Linked DNA regions of Macaca mulatta: region 2 is linked to region 1. A link is a contact called in public Hi-C data. All regions are on one chromosome and are shown on one strand. The core of a region is the stretch at or near the end of the contact, and the rest is flanking DNA. Distances in the headings are between cores, read along the strand shown. Region 1 has its middle 100 kb from the start of NABP1. Region 2 holds the start of NABP1 (nucleic acid binding protein 1).

Region 1 (6,623 bases), core at 1,434-3,933:
TTACAGACAATTTTTATTTTAATCAGAAGTGAATGGGACTATTGCCTTTAAAGTGGACCATCTGTGGGTTTACCAGGAAATTTATTAACTTTGATCTTTATTCAATTTAACTTTCTGCCAGAGCTTCCAGTAAACTTCTTTCAAGCTTGCAGAAAGCAGAGCTCAGAGCTCAGAAAGTGGGCTCTGTGGGAGGGGGAGAGGGGAAACCAATTGGGAGGATAAGAGAAGGGAGTGTGTGGATAGAGACTGCAATCCCAGTTTCAGCTGAGGTGGCAGTGGGGAGCTGGGAACATTCTTCTGAAAGAGCCTGGAGCAAGTCCTCAACTTGACGCCAGTTCGAGACTCCTCTGGGCTAGCAAGGTTCTCTCTCTCTCTCTCTCTCTCTCTCTCTATATATATATATATATTTTTTTTTTTTTTTTTAAGAGATGGGATCTTGCTGTGTTGCCCAGGCTGGAGTGCAGTGGTGCCCTCACAGCCCACTGTAGGCTTGAACTCTTGGGCTCAATCGATCCTCCCGCTTCAGCCTCCTGAGAAGATGGGACTACATGTGTGTACCACCAGGCCCGGCTAATTTATTTTTATTTTTGTGTTTTTGTAGAGATGGGGGTCTCATTCTGTTGACCAGACTGGTCTTGAACTCTTGGCTTCAAGTGAACCTCCCATCTCAGCCTCCCAAAGTGCTGGGATTACAAGAGTGAGCTACCGTGCCTGGCCTAGCAAGGTAATTTTAAACAGACACTGCCTTTCCAATGATACAGCCTCCAAAGCCCTGATGCCAGCCTGGGCTGAATGTGATGAACATGAGGACTGATCCAGGCACTACCCAGCTCTGCAACAAAACAGGGAGACAGGTGGGGAGTATCCACAATGCTGTGAATGGATTGGGTGGCAGGCAGAGGCTTCTGGCTTGCAGCTTATGCAGACCACTGCACAAGCTCTGCTCTTGCAGCTTCCAAATTGCTTCTCCGGCCTTTGAAGTGGAGCGATTTAGGATGCCCGCAGATCCTTCCCTGTTTAACAAAGCCTCCCTGCTCTCAGTCCAGGGACGCTCACTCTTCCTGTCCGCTAACTCAGGAAAGATTCCTGTCTGCTACAGGTGGAAAGGAAATCTTGGATATCCAGGAAGATGGATATCCAAACTTCCCCAAGATCCTAGTCCATTTCCTCCCTTCCCTTCCCTTCCCTTTCCTTCCCTTCCCTCCTTCCTTCCCTTCCTTCCTTCTCCTTTCTCTCTTTCTCTCTCTCTTTCTCCCTTCCCTCCATCCGTCCTTCCTTCCTTCCTTCCTTCCTTCCTTCCTTCCTTCCTTCCTTCCTTCCTTCCTTTCCCTTCTTTGTTTTCTTTTCTTTCTTTTTCAACTTTGTTGAGGTAAGTGATTTATAGTAAATGGCAGAGATGTAGTGTACAGTTTCACAAGTTTTGACATATGTGCTTACCCAGGAAACCACCACCTCAGTCAAGATAATAAACATTTCCTTCACCCCTAAAGTTTCATAGTTGCCCCCTTTGTAAAACCTCCTTCTTTTTGCCCCTATCCCCAGTCTGCTTTCTGTGAGTATAGATTACTCTGCAGTTTCTAGGATTTTATGAAAATGGAATAATCTCTTCGTGTCCGATTTCTTTCACCTAGCATAAATATTTTGAGATTCATGCATGTTGCTGCATGTATCAATAATTCATTCCTTTTTACTCCTGAGGAGTAAAAGTATGGGCCTATCACAATTTGTTAATCCATTGAGGAATCATTCCTTCTGTTTTGTTTTATAAGATCATGAAGCGTTAGATGTGTAAGGGGCGTTATATGTCACTTAATCTAAGAAAATCATCAGTTTTCTGTAGTTATCGACCTACAGATTAGATAACCGAAGCCAGAACACTACTTAAGAATTTCCCTGGAAATTGTTTAAAATTGAGATTCATACCTCTTCCTGCCATTTGATTCCAATGATGGAGTGAATCCTGGGATTCTGCACTTTTAGCAAAAGCCTCTGGTGATTCTAATCCAGATATATGGTCTACCCTACTGAAAACACCAAATGATTTAAATATTGAGGTTGTAGAAGGTTAGGAGCAAAGGCTGGATTTAAATCCACAATTTTTGATTTCTAAGTTTAGGGCTCTTTCTACTTCATTATGTCAACCCCAAATAACATCAGACACATGGAAGCCTGACACTGTCTGCCAGCATAAATCTCTTTGCCTTCTCCTCAAAGAAATGCTACAGCTCGATTCCAAGCTACTTTCATGTGTTTCCAGAAGAGGGCACTGATAACAAATCCTTTCTTTAATGCACGTATTTCTTTCTCTTTCTCTCTCTCCCCACCCCCCTCCTCCCTTCTTTCTTCCTCTGCTTGTTTTTGTTTTGGTTTGTTTTGGGTTTTTTGTGGGTTTTTTTTTCTGGTCATCAAAGTTGCAAATATGAAAAGCAACAAAGTGAGACAACAAAGGTGTGGGAAAATTATTTTACTTCAGTAAAAAGCCAAAGCCCCCAGAGAAATTTCTTGACTTCATTACATTTTTTAATACAACCTTGCCTGTAAGTGCTGTCACTTACTGGCTTCCAGTCAGTAATTTTATGAGTCAGCACTTTCTCTCAGTGACTTCCTCAAAATTATAGCAATAGGAGGGGCTGGACAGAACATGCAGAGGTAAGAATGCTGAAAATTTAACCAGATCTGAAGAAATGTTGACCTTTAGGAAGAACAATGACAAAAAATGTCATCTAGTTATCTTACTCCCTATCTCTGTCCCTTGGGTAGTTAGGGAGGAAGCCATAAACCTAACTTGGTATATATTTTTTCCCTTTAGTTATTATAATTCCAGTGACCCTTGGGCTGCCTTCCTCCAAACTCTGAAAATTTGAACTCAGGCAGTAGGGCCTGAACCCTTCCTTGATATCTGGTGTCTGAGAATGTTGTTTCTAAGTACGGATATCAAGATTGTGAAAAACCAAGCAGTAACATATCAAATGAAAGAAGGGACATGAGTCCAACTCAAGCTGTCAGAAAAATTTAATTCATCTTTGACAGTTTTGGCATTTTCCTAACAATATTTTATGACAAATTGGGTAATTCAAATGTGCTGGCTACCTTTGAAGCCCAGAATGAAAGTGAGCTTTTGCCTCATGAGATAAAAGAAGACAAGGCAGAATTCAGTCGCCCCCCTGGGTAGAATTGTGAGAAGGCACACTGTGTCCCTAAGACCCTCAGACTCACTTCTCTGCAACCTTTTCTTTCCACACTCTTACCACGTATGGGGGCTCCACTGCTCTCCTCATTGGATCCTCAGTGTGAGTTACACAGAGTCTTACTATCTTATGCTGTCTACATTTGCATTTGAACATTAATTGTGGCATGACAAGCTTTGTCTTTGAGTCACAAAGCTTGGAAATAAGACAGAAGATTGGTAATTAGAAGTTCTAATCTATGTTCATCCACTCATCACTTGTGGGCCCTTAGGCGAGTCATTTAACCTTTATGAGCCTATTTTCTCATGTGTTAAATAGTAATGATGATAGTAATGTGCACATTTGTGAGTGGCTATAGGGATTAGAGATTAGGCATATAAAGTACCTCGTCCATAAATGGTAGTTAAAGGCATGTCAGCCATGTGGGTGTCAGGCATGCAGATGATGGAAATTTTGGGACTTCTTCTATTGACAAGAGGACTTTTCTAGTACAGCTAAAACTGGTTCATTAGAATGGAGAGTGGTAGCTGCCTACTCAATTAGGGTGGGCCTATGTGTTTTGCCCTAATGCCTCATGTCTACCTAATTTGTCTATGGGTCCATTCTAATCATGGACCCTGAATCTTTGGATTATTTATGAGAGTCATAAATCTAACTGGGTGAATGTAGAATTGAGAATAGACTCCAGTGTATTTGTGAGACCAGGTACTTAAGGGTTGCTACATTTGAAACACAATTATAGAATACATATATATACAGAATGACAAATGATTTCCGCAAGTTTGACAAGGAAACTAATCTTATTACTTTATGGTCACACTTCTGTGACAATGCAATTTAATTTTGCCAAAATGTATGTCTATGTTTATGCACATCTACATGTTCCTCCATGGTCTATTTCTATACTCACCCAAATTATATATAATCAAAAACACTGTCTTTTTTACATTCCAGTTTCTTATTTCTTGCACTTCTTCACGGCAGAAACATTCATTGTGATTTCCGTTCTCAGGTAATGAGAAGCTGTGATAGACATGAACAGAAGAGGCTTCCAGTGGAAACTTCTCCCAGATTTTCTCACTGCCTCGCTCCAAATTTGATATGCTGTAATATTTTTAGTCTTATTATTATAGTGTCAGGGTGGAGATGAATCATATTGAGAGGAAGAGATAAAGTATTAGACTCTAAAAGTGTGTAAACAGGCATCGAGGGAAATTCTGAGCGTCCTAGTGCTTGGGGAAGGTTTAAGGAGGTTATTCTTGACATCGTTGCCTATAATCTGTAATTAGCAACCCATTGATATGGTATTTGTTAAATTCCTACATTATAGGTTACGACTATTGAAATTGCGGTACACCAGTGGGAAAACAGACTACAATATTCACACTGGCATAGATTTCAGTCTCTGGGAGTAGGTAGTTTGCCTGAAGCCAGATAGTTCTTAGGAATCAATAACCTCATTAGCCCCAGGGGACTGGATCTCTATACTTTGTAGAGTGGTACAGTTGCTGGAACATCTGCCGATGGGCACCTGCCTTAGTGGAAAGAGAAATTTTTTTTGTAGGCATTAAAGCTCAGAATAATTCAAAAACATTCCTCTAGGTACCGAACAACTATTTATCAATCTTAGAGATGGAATTATTGCTGTCTCTGCCTGAAAGCCTTTGTTGACGTCTCCTTCCAATCAGTCAGCTCAGGGTTTAATCTGGTTAATCCCACAGAGCAATGGAGTTCTTTTTCTGCCATAGCTTTTCCTTAGTCCAAGGAGAAGGAAGAAATATTTAGATTCGTGAGAGGTCTGTGTTCTCCAGCACACTGCTGCAGTATCAGAAAGATGTGTGCAAAAATGAAGCAACTTGTTTTCCTTCTTCAAGGGGTAGATGAGAAATAGCTGCAGTTTTTCAAACTCTGGAAAATGTAACTATGTATGTTTCTGCTGCATGGTGTAATTGTCAGGTGTGGAGCAGAAGTTAGTTGATGATAATAATGAAGTATGTCATTGTTTCCCCATTTCTAGAAGTGCTCAGTGTGAACAGATAGTGGATCCAAAGCATAGAGTAATTAAGACCAGGCCCTCATAAAACTCAGATCAGAAGGTTGTCTTGGCTCTACCCATCAACTTCCTTTTCTATCAATTAAAATATGTGTGGAATGTAATGGTAGTCTGAGTCATATCAGTGGCATAAAAGCGAGGGGAAAAGGATGGATTCAGAGATATTAAAAAGGTAGTCTCAGGAGGATTTGGTGACTATGTTAGTTTCCCAGTGCTGTCACAACAAATTACCCCCAACATGGGGCCTAAAACAACAGAAATTTATTCTTTCCTAGTTCTGGAAGCCAGAAGTCTGAAATGAAGGTGCGAGCAAAGCCATGCTCCTTTAAAGGACCTGGGTGAGAATCCTTTCTCGCCTCTTCAGCTTCCTGTGAGACTCTAAGTCTGCCTTGGCTTATAGCTGAGTAACTCTAACCTTTGCCTCATCTTTCTTCACATGACCTTCTCCTTTTCTCCGTCTTCTTTCCATGTGAAATCTCTTTCTGTCTTTCTCTTATAAGGATGCTTGTCACTGGATTTAGGGACTATCCAGATAATCCAGAATGATCTCATCCCAAGATCCTTAACTCAATGACCCTTTTCCCAAATAAGGTTCTATTAACAAGTTTGGGATTAGAACATGGAGGGTACCATTTAACTCACCACAGTGACCACATGAATGTATTTGTTTGATTAAGGAGTTCTAATAAGGATGAATCCCAAATCTCCGGTCAGGACAGATGGTAAGATTGTGGTGGCAAATACCTAGAAGAGGAAACATTTGAGGAGATGCTGGTTTTCTCATTTAGTTTTAGACACTGAGTTTAAGGTGGGGGATAAAGGAAGCAGAACTTGACTTCCCCATTTTGTCTCAGATTAACCCAGCCTTGAGATTTACAAGAATGCTGTCAATGTTTTTCAACTAGCCCACATGCAAATAGATAAAGGTTACAGCTGTTCCTGAGTTGGGCCTTAGATTATTCTATGCCTTTGTAAAATTTTACTTTCAGAATACTTTGAGATAAACAGCGTGATTTATGAACAAAATTAATTTTTCCTTTATATCCTAGCAGCAGTTAGTATTTGAAGTACCCTGATCAGGAATACACACTTCAGGCATGATTACCAAGCACTTCAAATATTGCCATGGAAATCTGCTCATAAGGACTTGATAATTAGCATAAGAGATGTAAAAATAATTTTTCACTAATGAAAAGATGGGTGTTGGACATATGTATTGACTCTCATGTCCCACCACTGTTGCATGAAAACTCATGGGAATCTGACAAGCCCAGCCACACAATTCCAGTTCCTTCAGAGGAGTCCTCAGGGTAGAGCTCATTCGTCCTGGGTCCCACACGTCACAGAACATCGTTGCCTGATCAGAATGTTGCCTGTTCCCG
Region 2 (6,623 bases), core at 2,566-5,065, 110 kb after region 1:
ACTTATTATAAAATGAGATCAATTACTTCACATAAGTAACACATCAAAAACTGTACATCAGATCAAGCCTGGTGGCTCATGCCTGTAATCCCAGCACTTTGGGAGACTGAGATGGGAGGACTGCATGAGCCCAGGAGTTTGAGACCAGCCTGGGCAACACAGTGTGATTCCATCTCTACACAAAATAAAACAATTAGCTAAGGCGTGGTAGTGCACACCTGTAGTTCCAGCTACTTGGGAGGCTGAACCTGGAGGATCGCTTTAGCAGAGGAGTTCCAGATTACAGTGAGCTATGGTGCAGCCACTGCCTCCAGTCTGGGTGGGTGAAAGAGTGAGACCTTGTCTCTAAAACAAAAACAAAACCCAAAAAAGTCCTTATAAGTGTAAAACGCCTGGCCCATAGCAAATGCTCAGTGTATTAGCATTTATCACTATATGAATGATTTATGTGGTTATTGCTGCAATCATTACTAAACATTACTTCTGAGTCTTTTGGTTAAATTGTTTTAGGAAAATTAAGAAAAGACCATTGGTTTTTTTTTTTTTTTTTTTTGAGTTGCCAATTATGTTACAAAGTGGATTATATCTGTATGGTGAGTGAGCACACTGTGGTTCTTGTCAATTTTAAAAATTGTTAAGTTTCACTATACAAGATATTTAGAATCAAACAGTACTTGATACAAACAACTGTTTCATTGATGTTGTAATAGTTTTAAATAGATGGATAGTGCAAACAAAGTGAAAATAATTTTGGTAATTCCAGAAACCAAAACCTGTGAGTGAGCGTGGGTACTGAGCGCTGGGTAAAATTTACAAAACCTTTATCAATGGGGACCCAGATAACAGAACCTTCCATGTGCAGGATCCTAATGGATGCCTTTCTGTATTATAGTGGATCTCAGCAAGCATCTTTACACTAAAACGTGGTGTTGAGGTTATGGGCATAAAGTGGAAGAGTCCATTATCTCAGAGTAAGCTTATGTTTAGGCTGTGAAAAATGGAGGCTTGAAGAACAACAGCCTTAGAGAAAAGAAGACCGTGAAGTAATCTTGTGAATGTATTAAAGAATGAGTAATACAATCATTATGACCTAAATGAGTAGAATGAGTGGCAGATCTATTTCACTGAATGGTAATATAAGATACCTGCATAGCAATAATTGTTCTTCTTGACCTCTCCTTTTTCTTTTTATTAACCACACCTTTGGGAGTGATTTAGCGGTAGCTGAAACCAACTAGCCTGGGCCGAAGGGTTTCTGTATTGTCCAGAACATCTTGTTTTTCAAGGCTGCCTTTCGTTTTGGTTAATGAGAAAGCATATGGTTGCCATTTCCTTTCTGAGAACTGCTGAGTTGGTAGGGAAGGAAGTAGGTGTTCAGCTGAGTTCTCTCCTGTGGAGGAAGGGAAGGGCGGAGCCACAGCTTGGAGCACCAACTTCTGCTTTTGTGGGGCTTGATTTTCTGCTTCTGATTCCTTTTTATAAAATGTCCATACAGTTAGTCTGAATAGCCCAACCTAATCCCTTTTCTGGGGGCAAATGATTGAGAGTTGAGTGGCAAACTTCCTTTATCCAAACTCTTGGCCATAACTCTTAACATTCTTAATTGGTTTCCTGTCTATTCTTAATCTCTTGAAGATCTTGTCAAACCTTAAAAAAAAAAAAAAAAAAGAAAAGAAAAGAAAAGAGCTCTGCCTTAAATATTGCTTCTGTGAGAATATTTTGCCTGTGTAAGAAAATACAGCTTTGAGTACAATCCAATTGAAGTGTCAAGTCCTGCCAGATAACCATGGTAGAATCAGACCTTCTGATCTGGATTGGGATTGAGGTTGGACACTGGTTCTGCCATTAACTGGCATGTTTCATCATTTGTTTTATTTGATGTTGAAATCATGCTTATAATTTTATTTTACACCACTTTCCAGTATGACATCAGTGTCTTTGGCACCTTGGGCTTTATTAGTTCATGAAATGGAAGCTTCTGTTTCCTTAAAAATGCCTAGACTCTCTTGCTAACGTTGTGACAATTTTTGCAACTCTTTCTAGGGCTATAATATCTATGCTGCTTGTGTGCAAATATTTGGGAAGTGGTGGTTGATCTAAAAATACTCATAAAAATAGGGAAAAAATTAAGGCTTCTGACACTTTTCCCAACATTTCTGCTACCACCACCAAGAGTTAACTAGATGATTCTTTAATGCCCCACTACTTTATCCTGCTATTTTATTTCTTCAGTCTGTTTTTGACTCTTATAATTACACCACTGCAAGCTAAGTCTATACATTACCTTTAGGCTGGAGAGCTCTGGGGTCAAGATTTACTAGATTCAAAACCCAGTTCAGCCATTCTCTAGCTATCTGGTCTCTGGTAAGTTCCATCGCCTGTAAAACGGGGATTAAAAAGGGGAAAATACCGAGTATGTACTATTTGCTAGGCACTAGTTGGACAATTTATGATCCATTTAATCAACCTTCTGCGAGGCAGGGATCCCCATTTTATTATGGTTAAAAAGCTGTAATAAAAGCCAATTGACCTAAAGGTCTCACAAGTAAATAACTGGAGCCCAGGTTTGTCTCTAAAGCACATGCTCTTTAGAACTACGCGACATAAAGAAAACTTTATTGATTTTTTCCCCCAGATTATGTTTCAAGGGTTCCCACTGCTGTTGAATAATTAATTCCTTTTAGATGTACAAAAACAAGTGCAAAGTAAAAGAAGAAAGGCAAAATGGGGAAGGTGTGTAATATGAGAGGCAGGGCGTAAGGAAAGATGAGAAGTCTACAAAGGAATTTACGTGTCTATTTGCTTAGTATTACACAGTGGAAGGCCACGTTCGACATTTGTGTTGCAGTCCTGCCTGCTCAGGGGCTGCTGGGTGACCTTCTGCAAATTACCTCACCTTTCTGGGTTTCAATTTAAGTATGCCTGAAATGAGGCGGTTGAATTGATCCCCAAATTCCCTTCTGGTGCTAAACTTCCAGCCTGGTAGCCACTGACCTTATCACCATGCCAGCGTGTTTTCCCTTGGTCCCGGACCAGCCGCCCTTGCCCGAACTCTGTTCTTACTCGACTGCGAACTATCTAACGTACTCACAGGTTCTAAACTCCACCGTTCCTCGTGACCGAGGGACTAAAGGGCCCGGGTAGGGGCTCAACTCTGAGAGAAAAAAGGCAAGAAAACCCCAAAGTCGGACAGTGAGTGGCAGAAGACCTCAGCACGAAAGCGAGGCGGCACAGAACTGCCACTCCGCCGCAACAGCTGAAGTGGGCGGAGAGCGGGCGGGCGGGGGAGGCGGGGCCGAGAGCGATTGGAAGGACGAGGGGGCGGAGCCCGCGCTGACAGCCCCCGGAGAGGAGCGAGGGAAGCTCTGCGGGCAGCGGCGGCTGGGTCCCGCCTCTTCGCTTCCCCTCCCCCGCACCAGGCGGGCGTGGCAGCAGGCGTGCCGACGCAGCGTGACGTCACAAAGGGGCGGGGCGGGCCGAGGGTCCTGCCGGCGCGCGGGCGTGTTCATCAGTCGCTGTTTGGGACGCTGGGCGTGCGGTGTTCTGTCTCCGCTCCCGTTTCGCTGTCACAACCCGTTCCTTCCCGGAGCCCGGGACAGGCTGGGCGCGCGCCCGTGTGAGTGAGCGGGACTCAGGGCAGAAGTGTCCCCTCACTGCGTTTTTTTTTTCCTTTTATCCAAAGAACGGGGCAGTTAGCACGCTTGCCGTCCTGTCGCCCGGTTGGGAGCGGGGTTGGTTTGCGGAGTGGTTCGCCTTTTTTCTTTAGAACTTGTGAGCCCTTTTTTTCTTTTTCTTTTTTTAGGCTCAGTGCTGTCCGGGCTGGTTTCCCCGGTCCCTGACTAACCGCTTTCTGCCCCTTCTGTCGCCACCCCTGCCCAAGGTCGCCCCTCTGCCCTCGCCCCTGTCCCGGGAGGGTGGGAAGCTTTGACCCCGCCCTGCCCACTCGCGTCTCCGCAGCCGTAGCCGCACCTGCCCCAATATGAATAGGGTCAACGACCCACTTATTTTTATAAGAGATATTAAGCCCGGACTGAAAAACTTAAATGTCGTCTTTATTGTCCTGGAGATAGGTAAGTGGGGTTTGCAGCCCACTCCACCGCCCGCTGTGCGTCCCGGGGCGGGAGACAGGGGCGCCGCCTCTGCGCGCCCGGGGCTCCCCTCCCCCTCCTTCCCCTCCCCCACCCACGTGGCTCCAGTGGCCTCCGCCGGAGATCGGATCCTACCTGAGGCGGGAGCCCTGGGCTTGGTCACTTTCCACCTTCCAGATGTATTAAAATACCGGAGGAGGAGTTAGCCTTTCTGGATGTCCTCATTATCTAACACCCCCTCCCTTTGATTTTTAAATCCTCACAGGACGCGTGACCAAAACCAAAGACGGCCATGAAGTGAGATCGTGCAAAGTAGCAGATAAAACGGGCAGCATCACTATTTCCGTGTGGGATGAGATCGGAGGTCTTATACAGCCAGGGGATATTATTCGGTTGACCAGAGGGTAGGTGTGCAAAAAAGTCGGGGAAGTAACAGTCTGCAGAATCGGGATTGGCCGGCTCCCGGGATCTTGGCAAGACCTGAAGTCCCCGGCCTTTTCTGTGGGCCACTCTGAGGAGTTTTGAGCCCCTTTGGTGTTAACTTTGGATGGTGGGCAGCGCTAGGATGTAACACACCTTTGCGGTGAAAGGCAGTCGGTTTCAGCTGGGAAATCCGCGCCTACACCCCGGTTTACAGGTTAAGCAGATTTTTAAATTTTTTTTTTTCTTGAGACGGAGTCTCGCTCTTTCGCCAGGCTGGAGTGCAGTGGCGCTCTCTCTCCTCGCTGCAGCCTCTGTCTCCCGGGTTCAAGCAACAGATTCTCGTGCCTCAGCCTCCTAAGTAGCTGGGACTACAGGCGTGTGCCACCACGCCCAGCTAAGTTTTGTATTTTTAGTAGAGATGGGGTTTCAGCGTGTTGCCCAGGCTGGTCTCCAACTCCTGACCTCAGGTGATCCGCCCGCCCCCACCTTCCAAAGTGCTGGGATTACAGGCGTGAGCCACCACGCCCGGCATAGATTTTTAATTCTATTCAGAGTCAATGAGTCTTTTTAGGAGACTGATATAGTCCATATTTTTTCTTTTTTATAAGTTGTTTTCTTTAGTATAGTTGCCACTCAGTTGTTTCCCACCCCTCCTCCATTTTTAATGACTTGAAATCCTGGCCAATATTTTACTTATGTTATTTAGACAATGTGGACATAAACTTATAGGTAAAGGATTTAGCGTTTTCTGTGATATGTCAAATTTGTACTTGGAAAAAGAGGGAAACTTTACAGTATCTGGAAGGCTGATTCTCCAAAATGATTTCTTGTGTCTTCTGTTGTAAGGTGGATGTTGTTCAAAAACCAAAGGGATACACAGAAAATGTTTGACAGAAAGACATCCGCAATACCTTCATCCAAAAGAGTCAATTGGCAGATTGGTGGCTTTAAAAAATAGTACAACTTTTTTTTAAAAAAGTAGATTGCTTGTAGAGATTTACCAAATTTTTATCTTAGGAAGATAAAAGGTCAGAAAAGGATCTTGGAAACAGAATTTGGAAGCTTTTGAGATCAATAAAATTGTAATAATTTATCATAACTGCAGGGAAAGTGGTGGAGATTGATGTTGGCCTAATAAGTAGAATCTTAGAAGTATTGGAAAGCACTGAGTAGGAGTTTAGAGCTCCTTGATGTTACCTTACAGGCTTACAACATCTTCAGGAAGTGAGGTAAAGTGTCATCAAAGCAGGAAGTGAGAGTCAGGACTTAGACATTTTCTTCTCATAACACTGACTCATGACAGTAACTATGTTTTTTAAACTTCCACATCTTTAAAAAACAAAAGAGAATTCCTACTTAGGGATGTATGGTGAGGATTGATTAGTATAATTGGAGTTTTTGGCTCCCCAAATATTTTTCACCCAATGATTGAAAGTATTTTTTATGCTAAAAACAGCATCTTATTTCAAGTATTTCATGTTCTGTAGTGACAGTCATAGGTGTTTCCATCAAAAAAATTATTGGAAAATTAAACTTATTAGTTAGGTATCTATAGAATTTTAAGGGGAACAGTTACCTGGGAGTACAATTTAAACGAAAATTAAAAACTAAAGAAACTCTTTACTACAGTATGACCTTGAGAAGTTACTACACCTCATACTTCAGCTTCCTCTTCTGTGAAATGGGAATAATTATACTTTATTTACCAAAATAACACACTCAGCTTGGAGTTTGGCCCATTCTAAGGCCCTTAAATTCTGGTTGAATCTAAGAAAAATGGCTTTTGAAGAAAAACATACCTAAAATCTAAATAATGGTTGGTTCAAATATCAACATGTTTATCAGAATATCCTGAAAACACCTCAGTGTTCTCATTTCTTAAAGTGAATGTTAAATATTTTAATTGTAACCAAATTTTTTCTCAAAATATGCATTAATTTTTATTTTAGTAAGGTGAAATGTTAATGCACTATCTCCTAAGCCACACTTTGTATAACTTAAGAGTGGTGAATGGTGTCTTTAATAAATAACCCTTATTAAAATTAAGAGAACTGTATAATAAGTTAAAGTCAAGAAGTAACCATAGTAGTTGTACAAAGAACCATTGAGAAC

The links. A called contact is a pair of places that touch in the nucleus more often than the background predicts.
Region 2: a Hi-C map of blood shows a contact between it and region 1, with 6 times the contacts expected there. The contact joins the promoter of NABP1 here to the enhancer-like site in region 1. A contact is called at or near these places in 5 of 14 Hi-C or Micro-C datasets (CD4 T cells, blood, cortical neurons and 2 more).

Annotation. Positions count from the first base shown.
Region 1 is chr12:96,623,993-96,630,615 of T2T-MMU8v2.0, forward strand. No RefSeq gene overlaps it. Among named protein-coding and RNA genes, the nearest start is that of NABP1, 100 kb to the right of the region's middle. Within about 2 kb of position 2,684, at least 2 of the 40 cell types and tissues checked have an H3K27ac peak or open chromatin away from gene starts, as enhancers often do. A contact at or near this core is called in blood, where this site is marked.
Region 2 is chr12:96,727,954-96,734,576 of T2T-MMU8v2.0, forward strand. NABP1 (nucleic acid binding protein 1) reads left to right here and starts at 3,816. Exons shown (of 6, transcript NM_001261728.1): 1 at 3,816-4,070; 2 at 4,354-4,492. The coding sequence starts at 3,980. LOC106992676 (a long non-coding RNA gene) reads right to left here and starts at 3,222. Exons shown (of 4, transcript XR_003721361.2): 1 at 2,995-3,222.